Regions from separate parts of the Rattus norvegicus genome. Here region 1 is linked to region 2. The links are chromatin contacts, called in public Hi-C maps. All regions are on one chromosome and are shown on one strand. Each heading gives the region's core, a stretch centred on a gene start, on an enhancer-like site or on the middle of the called end of the contact. The rest is flanking DNA. Distances are from core to core; before and after follow the strand shown.

Region 1 (4,130 bases), core at 697-3,196, 120 kb before region 2:
CAGACAGTCAGTATTATAGGAGTGGAATGTACTGAAAGGTTCCTTGAGCAGAGATCAGATAATCCGAACTGGCCCCTGGACTGGCAAGAGTTGACTGCGCGTTAAGCAGTGAGGAACACAAGGCAAGGCGGGAAGCATCAAACCATGTTTAGAATCTCCAAGTCCAATGCCTGGCTATAGAGTTGGAACTAAACCAGAAAACAGGCTCTCAGCAAAGCTCAGGGAAGGAACACATAGCTTGCCATGCAAGTTTATTTATCTCCTACTTGCCCTAGTTTCTTATCAACTCTCAGCACCTCAACAACAAACTGTTATCTGTTTCAGTCAACCCAAATAGAAACATTCTGAAAACCTTAAGGAACTATAAAATTGTTCCTTAGCCACAACTCAGCACTGTGGCTCCAGGCCTGAATCCCAGCCCCCTGAGAAGCTGGTTTAACAGTTTGAGGCCAACTGGATAACAGAAAACACCCATCTCGGAAAGAAAGGAAAGAAAGAGTTTTAAAGCGTGAACAGTGTGGGCTGAAGACACAACCTGGTGATTAAGAGCAGAATGGCCCGCAAGGTAACTCACAACCACCGGAACTCCATTCCAGCGCATCCAATACCTTCTTACGGCCTCCTGGGACACCAGGTGCACTTGCATATGGTACACACAGATACATGCAGGGAAAAAAAAAAACAAAAAACATGTACAGGAAAGGGAAGGAGAAAGGAGGGGAGGAGAGGGGAAGGAAGGGGGAAAATGTCAATTACTGTCACCATTCTGTAATTGGCTACCTGGCAGCCTTTTACAAAACCTGTAATCTGGTCATTCATTATCCTCCTAAAAGTTCTTCAGTGGTGTCCTGCTTTTCTTAAAGAAAAAAAAAGGACAAATCTGTTAAATGTCTTACAGATCTTGCAATGGTCCCTACTTACCCCTTTTATATGTGTATGGTAATTTTTTTTTAACAGGGGTTGTGATCGCTGCAAACAGGGTCTCAAACTGAAATTCTCTTGCTTCTACCCCCGAACGCTGCGATTAAAGTTGTGCAATACCACTTCCAGCTTGGGTTTTTGTTTTTTAAAAGATAACGATCTTCCACCACTATCTCATGTTGTTTCTTCTGGAAACGTCATATTCTACTCTGCATTTGCCTTAGTTGCTTACTACTCATCCTAAATCTGTTTTTACTTTCACAGACCTGTGTATTAGAAAACTCATCTTGATTTACATTATGCATCCTTGGTCTGGCTGTTTGACTGTCTCCCCCAACAGAAAATAAATTCCGTAAGATCGTTGGCATTGCAATTCCCATGTCTGGGCCTTACCAGGCATTGAACTGACACTTTGTGAAAGAATGGGGTATTTACTAGTCTTCACCAACTTCGTGGTAGGTCTCCTGCTGGTGCCTCATTTGGTTCTGCTGGCATGGCACGTGGGTTTATTACATAGACCTACTAGTAGACTACAACAATTGCCAACAGCCTAAATGGTCCTCGAACGTTGCCAAGCAATGTCCACTTGGCTTCCCAGAAACCCTGCAATCGACTGCACCGAGAATGGCGAGAGGCAGAGGCTGGCAGTGAGCCGAGGTACTAGCTCTGCAAGGAGATTTTGGGATGTTAAAGTTTTAACTCTGAAGTATTCCTCAATCTGTAATCTCCTTTCTGTTTCTGCTGTGGCAAAGAGAGATGCAGACCCACGCAAACCCAAACAGATCCAAGCCTGCACCCACCTCCCGCAGCAGCTTTAGGTCCCCGCGCTGGATCTCGTACACCTGGATAACGCCGGTGCCCCGGGCGAAGTTGCCCATCGTCACGAATTTGGCACTGCAGGGCACCCATTTGCAGTCGAACACTGTATAGTTGAGGCCCTTTTGAATATGGACAATGATCTGAGGCTTCTCGAAGGTGGACATGGTGCAGAAGCAGCCAAACGCTAACCTGGTAACCAAACTGCAAACATCTCAGGGGCAGTTTGTCCCTCCCTAGCCGCACTCAACCCGGACGCCTTAGCAAGCTGGGCTTGGCTGCCTCCGAAAATGCCGGGTGAGCTGCTGAGACCGCACCAGATACTTCTCCACACACGGCACAAGCTGATTTACCGCCTTTACCACAACGTTTTCACATAGACACATTAGAGAATGTGAATGCTTTGGCTGCGAGCGCGAGACGGCACGGAGACATTAGCAAACAGGCATATTCTAGGGCAGCCATTCCGAACCGCGGACCAATCCTGCCCTAGGCCCCCCGCATGGACCCCGCCTCGGAAAAGGGGCGGAGCCTTCAAATTGATTGGTGGAGGCTGGCGCATGCGCGGCACAACCTCGCACGTGTTCCAGTGGTTGCACTTATCCGGGTTGAACATGGCCGAGATGGAGACGCAAAACACCGGGACGGAGGACGGCTTTACTCCCGTCACGCACAGAGGGGGCCGCCGGGCGAAGAAGCGACAGGCTGAGCAATCGTCAGCGGCGGGACAGGATGGAGACGCTGGACGCATGGACACGGAGGAGGCGCGGCCGGCGAAGAGGCCGGTCTTCCCGCCGCTCTCGGGAGATCAGCTCCTGGTGGGGATCCGGATGGGACGGGGCGGGGCCCAGGCAGACGAAAGGGTCTATTCTCGGTTTTCACCTTTCCAGCCCGCATCTCTCCACTCGCCTTCTGAGTGTGTGTTTGTTTTTATTGCAGACTGGGAAAGAAGAAACGAGAAAAATTCCCGTCCCAGCTAACAGATACACACCATTAAAAGAAAACTGGATGAAGATATTTACCCCGATTGTTGAACATTTAGGACTTCAGATACGCTTTAACCTGAAATCAAGGAATGTAGAAATAAGGGTAAGGAAAAGGGCTTATCCTTTTTAACCTACCGAATTTTCCCCTTCAAAACTAAAATAAATGAGTGCATTTTTTTCCTTCGTAGAGTTATTCTGTTAAGCGTCCCCCAACCCCCGTTTTACTATAGTGAATTTCAAATTAACTAAATACCCTCAAAACTACATTCAAAACAGGTGTTGACTGCATTCCTAAATCGCTTGTAAGATCACTCCTGAATATTGTGTATCCTTTTGAGTGTCTTCTCTGTGTTGACTTGATAAAAGTAGAGAATGGTCCACGGATGTACATCAGTAAGGGGTTAACTGCAGGTACCTACTTCAGTGTAAGTGCTCTTTTTGGAGCAAACGTGTGTCACAGGGAAAATGTAAATTAAGTCTCTTTTTTTCTTCAGTAGATCTGTGTCAATACGAAATTAATTTTCCCATATCATAATGCTTCTAATATGATATTCTAGGATCCTCAGCGTTTCTAAGGGATAGAAGCCAGACACTTGGCTAAGCCTGCCTTTCAAGTAGGAGATCCAGTTGTGCGTCCCCCCCCCCGCCCCCCCCATTTTTTTTTCTGCCAGTATCTTTGGTGGCTTTGCTCTCTGGAGAAGGCCACTTTCTCAGCTGTCTTCTTCAGGTCCAGTCAGCTTTCAAGATCTAACTCAAGCTCTCTTTAGAAGTTTATCCATTTCTATTGTACTTAGCTGCCTTGTTTATTGCAGGCTCATTAGTTTGTATTCTTAGTATTTGCTAATACCGATTTGCTGATACCGTACATCAGACGCACAGAGGTAGCTTGACCTATACCACATCATTTGATCCTTAAGGTATGACATGGGTGATAGACATCCATACCAGAGGATTAGGAAGAGAAGGTTAAGAAATTTACTGCCTTAGCCAGAGTTATCAAGCTAATTGCATCCTAGTGCTAGAAGGGACCATTCATGATCTTCTACTCTGACATATTTTATAGGTGAAAAAACTTAAATCCTACATATTTATGGGATTTGCCAAGAGTGAGAACCAGAGTCTCGGCTTTGTTGTTGTTTTCTCTTTGTTTTTCTCTTGAGATTTCACTCTGTAGAGAGATCTGAAGGGTGTGGGGACTGAAGGCGTGTGCTGCCATGTCCTGCTGGGGACTTTTTGGGTGTGAAAATCTGAACACAGTCCTCTATGCTTCTAAACTTGCCAAGTGTGTAGTCTCTTCAAATGATTGTGAATCTGTGTGCAAGACCCAAAGTAGTATTTTGGAAGTTAGATTTGTGCTTTTAGTTCCTTAATTTCCTCATTCGTGTTTGCGTTATATAACACTCAAGG
Region 2 (4,623 bases), core at 474-2,973:
CCAAAAAAAATCAAAGAGGTAACTTCAGAAATAAACTCCAGTCCATACATTTTAAACTGTATGCAGTTCTGAGCAGTTTGATGCAATCTCTCTTAGGATATTAGGGTTTGTGTTTACAATTATGCTATATTATTATTGATGTTATTAATTTTTTTGTACATAACTCACAAATTAAACTTTACTACATAAATTAGGTATAACAAGCAAACAGAATGTATAGGTTTTGGTGTTATTCAAAGTTTTTGGTATCCACTAGGGGTCTTAGAAAATATCTCATATAGATATGAGGGACTGTTGTAAAAATGATCTTCCAGGAAAAGAATGCTTCTGCTCTTGGCAAAAATCATCATGTTATAGGTGTTGTAACACACACACACACACACACACACACACACACACACACACACACAAACACACACACTTCCTTTGGGAACATCAGGTGATCTACTACGCTAAAACAGACCAAAGCAAAGCAAACGTAACAATTTTTCCCCCCAAAACAGTGCAGGGCCGAGGATATATAATTACATATTTTAAATAAACTCTGCTTGTCAAACGGAGAGTAAGGGGAAGAAGAGAGGCTTTATCAGGTATTATTTTTTTTTATCAACTCACAAATGGCAAAATTAAAAGTCAAATGAAGGGGTTTCTTGTAAGAAAGTAAACGTGCATCTTGCTTTTCAATCTCCAGGACGATTTTTTTTTTTCTTTGAGAAATGGAAACGGGATGTACATTGCCTGTCTCACAAGGACAAGGTGATTGAAAGAAATAAGATATAGAAAATTTGACATGAATCTTGACCTTTACTGAAGTGCTCTGATTCTGTCCTGGTTCTGCATTTTATTAAAGACGGGAGTCTTGTCAGGTGTGGTGTTGACACCTTCAATTCCAGCACTGGGAGGTGGAGGCAGGGCAGTCTAGACTTCCTTCTCCCGTCCCGGATGAGGACTTAAACGAGGTATTTGGTTCCGGAATCTGAGCCCCCAAGCACTGGACCATGCACGATGCATTAATGAAAACCGTGGGCCGGTGCCCTTAAATGACTCTGAGCCATGGCCATGTACATGAATTTTTATTTGGTATCTGTAGCGACGCCTCGATTTAGGAGAGATTTGCATCTCTACTGTAAATGGACATTACTAGTATATGTTTTGACTTACTGTGATGATTGCCTTCTTTTCCTGTGTGTGTGTGTGGGGGGGATTATTCTGCCTCTTTCCTCTACTCGTTCTGCTTTTAATTTCCAAAGAGCCAGAAACTGGATCAGTGCACATGGCAGAACTGTGTCTAACCTCAGAGTCGGAGGTCATTGCAGGAAACGCGGTCTGTAGCGAAGGGATTTTGACGCGTCTGTGGCAGAATCTTTATTTTTGTCATGTTTTATGTTCGCATCGGTGACCTGTGCCCTTTACATGGCTAGAGAGAGGACTTCTCTTTACACACATCAGAAGAGGGCATTGGATTCTATCACAGACGGTTGTGAGCCACCATGTGGTTGCTGGGAATTGAACTCAGGACCTCTGGAAGAGCAATCAATGCTCTTAACCACTGAGCCATCTCTCCAGCCCCCATGAGAGACGACTTCTCAAGAAACGAGCATATACCCCAATGCATGTCGTCCCTTCCGCTTGCTTCAAAGTGTTTTCATCACCACCCCAATGAAAAGGATGGCCTCATTCCTCAGGCTTCTAGGGAGGGAGCCATCTGAGGTTGGAAGTAAAAGGAGTGACTACAACTTGTACAAAAATAACTCTCCCAGGTGGTTGAGGGACAAAGTTACAACTCAGCTGCTTGATAGCGCTGAGCACTTATATTTTGGAGGAGGAGGAGAACCAGAGAAAAGTAGCCAGAGAGTCTGGGCTGGAGTCCAATACTAAATAGAACAGAAGTTGACAGAAGCATGGCAGATGAATTGTTAAGATTTCCTATTGCTTCATTTATACCACTCGTCCATCCCCCACCCCCAACCCCGCCACACACACACACACACACACACACACACACACACACACACACACACACACCACTCTAAAAAGAGAGGTGCGAGCCATAGATTTTAAAGGGTTTTGGTAAAACTTTAGAATAGAATAGGCTGAGGGGACCGTGGGCTCAGGAGAGGTCTTAGTGGGGCTCACGCCCTGGCTTTTCACCCGTGCTCTTTTAGCACCTCTGTGCGGCGAAGCTGACATGGTTAGATTCGCCACTTTGCCTCCAGTCCTGTGTTGACTGGTTTTGAACTCGCAGTGAAGCTCTGGCCTCAGGAAGCACACATTATTGCAAGCATGATGAAACCACGTCCAGCCCCCAAGCACACGCCCAAGCTCTGCGGTCACTTACGGGCTGGAAAACGCCTATTTCACAAACACAACATTTTATGAATCAAATATTTATAAAGACTTCCCCTGCGCCGCCGTCCCCCTTTTATTGTCTTCAGATCGCTCCGCATTCCAGAGAAAACCCTACTTTTAAAAATAGTTTAATGTCTGGCCAATAATTGAAGTTAGACGTTTAAAATATGGCAATTAGAAGTAGGCTTGCGCTCTTGCTTGGCAAATGTAGTAAATGCTATTCTATTGGAACGAGCTCACTGAGGAACACAGTGAGCTTTTTATTAGCCCCAAACCGGGGAATTACTGTTCCCTGGTGGTAGCACAGACTCATTGCAGGCTACTAACTGGTGGAACAAAGGCTTCCAAATTTAGTCCTGTAATAAATCACCTCTTCATAAGTACTTCCATTAACCTTGCACGCGATTGGTGTTTTGAGACAGGGTCTGGCTATGAGGCACAGGCTGCCTTGAACTTAATAATTCTCTCGTTTCATCCTCCCGTGTGCTGGGATTGCAGGTAGGGACCCCCACATTCTCATATGAAAGCTTGCAGGTAGAGAAAAAGAAACAAAATCTCCAACTGCCTTTCCCCAACAAGGTGGGGTTTGTTTATGTTCAAGTAAGTGATAAGATAGAGGGTAGGACGTTATTTTTTTTAAAGAGGAAATTCCTTCTTATGGAATCACGTGGCGCACAGACTGGGTGCCATGTTTTTTGAAGTGCTCCGTGAGCAGGCAGTGGAGTCTGAATGCTTGTGGTGTATATGCTCAGCTACAGGATGAGGCCCTCAGTAGCTCACCAGTGGAGCAGTTGCCACAGAATAAAGGTAATGACGGACTTATGCTGATTGATTAGTGGATGCTTAGACTCCTGCTGCTATTGTTGGGCCTTGCTGGAGGCCCGGTTAGGAATGTTAGCTTTACTCTGGCTACACGACCCTTACCCTTCAGGGTAGAGATTTGAGTCCACCATCTTTTTTTTTTTTTTTTTTTTTTTTTGGTTCTTTTTTTCGGAGCTGGGGACCGAACCCAGGGCCTTGCGCTTCCTAGGTAAGCACTCTACCACTGAGCTAAATCCCCAGCCCCTTGAGTCCACCATCTTAGAAAAGAGATTGACCTGCTAGGCAGCTGTCGTGCAATTCAGAGTTCAAGTTGGGCCATGCTTTTCAATGTCTTTATTAAGAAATATCAAAAGTTGATTACCCATTCCATACACAGTTGTACAAAGTTCAAGTGAAAGGGTGTGCAGGGGCGCCATCTCTATGTTGGTTTAAAGTCTATGGGAGTTTGTCAAAGGGGCGAGCCACAGCTCCGATTCTACAACAGTGTCTTTCCCCTGTTTCTACTAGATCACAGCAAAATGCCCCGCTACCTGAAAGACCATTGATACATTATAAACTCTTATTTATATACTCATCTTTTTATTTCTTCATCATCTTTCTTCCTCTGAAGAAGCTGACAGCTGCTGATGGGAAGCACAATATTTGGGTCCCGTTTACCGCTGTTTATGTTATTACTTCTTCTTTGGGTGCTCACAAACATTGCATGCTACATGTTACAAATCACACATGGGGGACTCCAGCACACTGTTATCTTAATTTGACAATGAACACAAAAGGGAGAAATTTCTTGTCCCGGAAACAAAACACTATGGTCCTTCTGTGGAACTTTCTGGTATAGGACAAACCTGATACTATCACTGAGCTCCATTCACACTGGCAGACAAGAGAGATGCGGGAACACCAGTATACAATAGTGGAAGGAGAACTTTCAGGGACGTGACATCCCACGCGATGTCACAGGTACTGCCTCAGGAGGGAATCACACTTTCACAGTAATTGGGGATAGGAGGTCGTTGGGAAACAGCCATGGTATGGTGTGCCTTGGTTAAGGCTTGTGCTGGTTTGTCTAAGCATCGATTTCCGGAGATTGTCTAGCAACTGTCAGGAGGAGCCATTTTCAGAGGAAGGACTCCTTATTCACCCACATGAGGCTGCGCGTCTCATTGGGCTTGCATTCATACTCAATGACGGAGAACGGGCTTCCCCACTGGCAGTGGTCTCGCTTGTGGTAATTGTAGAACTTGACTTGCCACACCGTCTCGAAGGTCCCAATGTCTGTGAACTGAAGGAAGAGAGGCAATCATGAAAATCTCATCCTGCCACAAGCCGTGGATGCCTGCTAAAGTTAGCGACACAGCCCCTGGCAATCAGGTCTCAGTAGCCACGCCTCTCTCAGTCTGCCAAGCTTACCCATTTCCTTTTGTGAACTACGTTCCTAGATTGTTGGAGATA

Evidence for each region. A called contact is a pair of places that touch in the nucleus more often than the background predicts.
Region 1: a contact with region 2 is called in a Hi-C map of psoas muscle, with 2.2 times the contacts expected there. The contact joins the promoter of Dnaaf10 here to the enhancer-like site in region 2.

Annotation. Positions count from the first base shown.
Region 1 is chr14:95,818,088-95,822,217 of GRCr8, reverse strand. It overlaps Dnaaf10 (dynein axonemal assembly factor 10), which reads right to left and starts at 1,946. Exons shown (of 8, transcript NM_001127559.2): 1 at 1,722-1,946. The coding sequence starts at 1,904. Pno1 (partner of NOB1 homolog) reads left to right here and starts at 2,315. Exons shown (of 7, transcript NM_199083.2): 1 at 2,315-2,555; 2 at 2,677-2,826. The coding sequence starts at 2,352.
Region 2 is chr14:95,693,236-95,697,858 of GRCr8, reverse strand. It overlaps Cnrip1 (cannabinoid receptor interacting protein 1), which reads right to left. Exons shown (of 3, transcript NM_001014232.2): 3 at 3,487-4,453. The coding sequence ends at 4,289. Among named protein-coding and RNA genes, the nearest start is that of Cnrip1, 31 kb to the right of the region's middle. Within about 2 kb of position 1,723, at least 8 of the 93 cell types and tissues checked have an H3K27ac peak or open chromatin away from gene starts, as enhancers often do.